Linked DNA regions of Arachis hypogaea: region 1 is linked to region 2. Evidence: chromatin contacts called from public Hi-C data. All regions are on one chromosome and are shown on one strand. Each heading gives the region's core, a stretch centred on a gene start, on an enhancer-like site or on the middle of the called end of the contact. The rest is flanking DNA. Distances are from core to core; before and after follow the strand shown.

Region 1 (2,700 bases), core at 108-2,607, 200 kb before region 2:
ATATATTTATGTATAAATATATATTTTAATGATTAATTTTTTTAAAAAATATTAAAAAATTATTAAAATTTATTATTTTTAACTATTAATAAATTATTAATAATTATAAATATACAATAAAATATATAATTAAATTATTAAACTAAAAAAATTAAAATAATAATTAAATAATAATTAAAAATAATAAATTCTGATTCTACCTAATATTTTTTTTTATACTGATAGTGTAATAATAAATTGCTAATCCCCCTTGGGATATTCCATAATCTGTGCTATTATTTTTCATTAGATAATTTAACAGGCAGCAGCACTAATATCAAGAGGTGATATATAGATATTTTATATGGATCACTTAATTATTTATATATTATTAAGTGCACTATGTATCCTTGGATATAAAAAAGGTGGTGCAGTTTCTAAAATGAATTTGTCTTTACACGATTCTTACAGTGTTTGGTCAATTTTCTGAAGTTTTCTCAGGTTCGTGTATGCGCGAATATATATATGTCAGATGGAGATGCCCCCTTCTCATCTCAAAACTTACGTACGCATTACTATTATCCATATGAGGAAATTCAAATTATTAGCCAAACTTATTAGCTTCTCTAATAAGCACCCAATCCCAATCTGGTTCAACAAAATACTATCTTAATTAGGAATATGAAAGTTAATCAAACTTAATTAAGTATAAAGCAGAGTTTGTTACACATAGAAAGCATATATATAAGAGGAAATAGGAAATGTAAAAGCATATATACTCTTACTACTGCATATGGACAGTACTCTTAATGTAAAACAGATGAAAACACATAATCGGTGGCGTTCTTAATTAAGTAATTTCGACACAGAAATTAAACATTTCACTAATTAATCAAGATCCATATTATGTATAGTTATGAGCAGTAAAATTAAGTAAAGGCGATTTTGGATTCGAGAGAGGGAGAATGAAAAGGTACGAACCAGGGATCGAAGAGCTTGCCTTTGGTGGAGAAGACGATGAGTGCGACTTCGGCATCGCATAGCACTGAGATTTCGTTTGCCTTCTTCAGCAAACCAGATCTTCTCTTTGAGAACGTGACTTGCCTATTAATCTTGTTCTCGATCCTCTTCAACTGCACTCTTCCCCTTCCCATCGATCCAAGTTCCCTCTCTCGATCGATTCTCTCTCTCACCGTACCTACCTACGTATACGTATACACATACGCATGCACTACCTAGCTACCTTCTTTTCCTCAATTGTATACGCTTGAAGAAGCAGCGAAGAGAGAGAGAGGGATATATAGAGAGAGAGACTTTACCACAAATCGGTGAGTTGAATTTTCAATTCTCTGCTCTCCTCACTCCTCTTGCTTGCTTTTTGTTTTGTTTTGGTTTGGTTTGGTGTTTTTATTAATTAATTAAAAAAATTGAAATGAAAAATTATGATTGGTGAATGTTACTAATAAAATTCGGAATTGGGAAAAAGAAAAGAAACCGCTGATGGTGACGGGAGAGGTGGTTTTCCAATACCAGAGCGGATTCGTCAAATTCGTTGTCGATTTATGATTGGCTACTCAGATTGTCGTTATCAATTCTTTCACTGTAAAGTTAGTACAAAGCTCTTAGCGGATCAATTAATTATGTGGTTAGATTGAATAAAATAAGGAGATTAAATTAAGCATTCATAGGCTACCCATCACTTCAACTCCAACCGCCGTAGAAAACAGTGGTTAACTGCTGTTAATCTCATCAACACTATTAGATGGATGTACTGGCACATATTTAAGTGACACAGACTATTCAGAATTTAGATGTTTCAATAATTTGTCTTTATATTATATAATTAAGATTAAGGATTAAAATGTATCCATGTTGATGAATTAGCAGATTTTACTCCAAATAAAAAAATAGTTTAACAGAAAAATTATCTATTGAAAATTTAAAATGATGTGGTGTTATTAATTATTTTTAGAGGAAAGAATAAGACTAACAAAATTCATTGATAAAATTACTATGATTTTGTGAGGTAAAAATGCTATGTTAGATTAGACCAAATTTAAATTTTTAATAGATTAGGCCAATAACAAAATTTGTTAGTCTAAGTTTGATCTGAAGTATGCAATAAACTTAAAGTATGTTAAAAGATTTAAAATATTATTTATATACCAAAATTAGTCATCAGTAATTTAATTCAATTTTAATGTATATTTTATACTTTAATATTATTTTATATTAATAATTAATTTTAATGACTAATTTTAATATATATTTAGTATGGTTATAACATGTTTAACTGTCTTAACTCAAAATAAATAAGTAATAAATAATTAAAAATAAAAATATATAAATATAATCAAATAAATAACATAATAAATAAACTTATATAAATATCATAAAAAGCTATAAAGTTAAACTCTAGTTATTACACTTTTTAGTTTTTACATGCCCAAACCAGCTATACACCTTTACAAGCCAAACAAACTATTCTTGTGAGTTGTGAGTTTAATCCTAACCTATTTAAAGAAGAAAAAGAAAAGAATAAGTAAATAATTTTTAATCAGTTAATTTTAAATAACTGTAATTAATAATCATTAATTTTATATTTTTAAAAATAAAATTTAAATAATTATTAATTAATAACAATTAATTAGTATTAAGTACAGTTTAAAAATATTTGTTGTTTTATTGATGACTAAATTTCTGTTGATTATCTAGTGGGAT
Region 2 (2,700 bases), core at 131-2,630:
ATCGATTCTGCTAGGTAGACAATAAAAAATTTGAACAATCTAAATAATAGATTATAAATTTGGTCTATTAAAATAAAAAAAATACTCTACTCGAATTACCTAACCAAAAAATCTCATTCAATAATTCAAAAATTTTAACCATTCATTATACCCTAATTTATCAAAACACCAACTTTATTTTCTCCCAAACTCTCTGTTGTCATCGCCGTCACTTGGTCTCCAACCAGCCCCCATCATCGCCGTTAGGATCCTTCTCACCGTTGTTGGTTCGTCAACAAGGATCCTCATTGGCGTTGCTCTCCTCCAGACTGGAAACAAACGGAGTCGCTCACTCTTAGTGAAAATAACTATTCACTTAAGGATAAAAATAATCATCTGCATATCTAGTGAATTGAACATCTAGCATATTTTAATTGTATATAACTAAACCAAATCCAATCAAATAACCATCTACATAAAAAATAAAAGAAACCATTCGCATACCTACTAAAATGACCATCCTGAACTAGTCATAATTGAATACCAAAACTTGCACTTAAGGAGGCGACGAACGAAGGGACAGAACTCATCGGAGCCCCTGACAGCTAGGGAGAGTGGTACTGTCGTAGAGTTCCTGAATTTCAGGATCAACCTGAGGAGAAAGAAAGCCGATGAGGAGGTTGAGCATGTAGATTCCGAGATCGTAGGATACGATATAGAACCTTAGATCAAGTATACGCGCAGAACGTAGATACAAGCGATGATCAAGGAACCAATCCAGCGGCGGAACATGTGCAGCATGGTCTTGTCGAGAAAATGTTGGTACTGCCGTGACACCATAAATTTCCATCGCAATATGACGTCATTCAGTGAGAAATAGTTGGCGGAGGTGGAAGAGATCGACACCGGTGAGTGGTGCAAAACGGCATTACTACCGGGGTTAGAAGAGGATCTGCTGCGACGGTGAGAGAACGGTGGTGTCAAGACCTTTGTGGCGACATCGATGATGATTGTGAAAAAAATGGACGCCGTTGGGGATGAGATGAAAAACGTATAACATGTGAATCTGTAAACGTACATAATAGTTTAAGTGTTAATTCTAATATTTTCAAATTTTAAAATATGATAATAATTATTTAATTAATTAAAAATCTGATTTTTAATTTTAAATTTACCTTCTTTTTTAAATCATTGTTCACTATATACATTATTCCCCTCTACTTTTTATAAAACGATAAACGAAACATCTTCTATAAAATAAATTAAAATGTTTAGTGGTTATGTTATATTGCCAACTTTATATCCATAATTTAAAGTCACATATAAAGATATAGCTTCTTTTCTTTCCCTTTTTTTTTTAATTATTCTTTTATGGACTTCTGTCCTGAGATGTGTGCTAAAAAGAAAATCCAGCCCAACGTGAGAACTGGGCCTAGATCCAAAAACATGAGCATAGGGGTAAAGACGTAAAATCAACTACCATCGTCTTCCCCGTAGGGTTTATGGCCGAAATCCAGAGATTCTAAATCACCTGAAATTCTTCCAACAACTTTGTGCATTTTAGGTTTAAATTCAGCTTCATTAAATCAAAATTAAAAATAGAAAAAGAAATTCAACTTCACGATTCGGTTAGAGTTATGTTCTTCGATTAACCTTTCAATTATCCTACACCAGAAAGAAGAAAGAATGAGGTGTTCGCGATTCCTACACGTATCACAACAAATCCGAAGAATCCTAATACAGAACCCTAAATCCAACCACCAATCGCAGCTCCAATCTCGTCCTGCGATCTTCGCTCGCAATTTCAGCACCGATTCTTCTTCCCAGGATTCGAACCCAGTCGTGAAATCCGAGAAGGCTTCGTTGATCGTCGACGAGCTCACAGCGCTGACGCTAATGGAAGTGGTGGACCTGGTGGAGATTATGCAGAAGAAAAAGGGAATTAACGAGTTACCGTTAATGATGCTGATGACCCCGGGAATGGAGCTCGGGGGATTGAAGGGTGCTCTGAGAAAACGTGCGGCAAAGGGAGGTGGTGGTGCTGGCGCTGGTGCTGCCGGAGAGGAAGCAAAGAAGGAAGAGAAGACGGTGTTTGACGTGAAGCTGGATGCTTTCGACGCCGCGGCGAAGATCAAGGTGATAAAGGAGGTGAGAACTTTCACGAGCTTGGGATTGAAGGAGGCGAAGGACTTGGTGGAGAAGGTGCCAACGGTCTTGAAGAAGGGTTTGACAAAAGAGGAGGCTGAGGCTATCATAGCCAAGCTCAAGGAGGTTGGAGCAAAAGCTTCAATGGAATGAAGGTATGAAATAATGTTAATTTGTTATGCTTTGTTTTGTGTATTGCTAAGAATAGTGGATTCAACAGGGAATTAGAACGGCTTTAGGCTTTGTTACAATTCAAAGTTTTAGATTTAGATACCAATGCCATATCATATCTGGAGAAGGTCTTTGATTTCGCAAGCTTCTGCAAACTATTTGCACCAATGCTTGTTAGCCCCTAGTCTAGTATCTCTGTTTTGGTACTTGGAGCTTGAAGTAAGGGGGTCTTTTCTAAGTTCTATCTGTTGGAGCCATCTGTTGACCGAATTTCGCGACACTTAATAGAGACATAAAATAGTTTGAAAACGTGATGCAAAGAGGCATGCTCACTTTAGTATTGGCTGAGGTTCGAACTTCTTTGATGTGATTAATATTGCAACTGGTCACTGGTAGAGTTGTAGG

Evidence for each region. A called contact is a pair of places that touch in the nucleus more often than the background predicts.
Region 1: a contact with region 2 is called in a Hi-C map of an unstated tissue, with 3 times the contacts expected there. The contact joins the promoter of LOC112722614 here to the promoter of LOC112722613 in region 2. A contact is called at or near these places in 2 of 8 Hi-C or Micro-C datasets (leaf and an unstated tissue).

The regions. Positions count from the first base shown.
Region 1 is chr11:130,189,599-130,192,298 of arahy.Tifrunner.gnm2.J5K5, reverse strand. It overlaps LOC112722614 (agamous-like MADS-box protein AGL8), which reads right to left and starts at 1,357. Exons shown (of 8, transcript XM_025773708.3): 1 at 961-1,357. The coding sequence starts at 1,133.
Region 2 is chr11:129,986,471-129,989,170 of arahy.Tifrunner.gnm2.J5K5, reverse strand. It overlaps LOC112722613, which reads left to right and starts at 1,380. Exons shown (of 2, transcript XM_025773706.2): 1 at 1,380-2,279. The coding sequence starts at 1,666. The coding sequence ends at 2,277.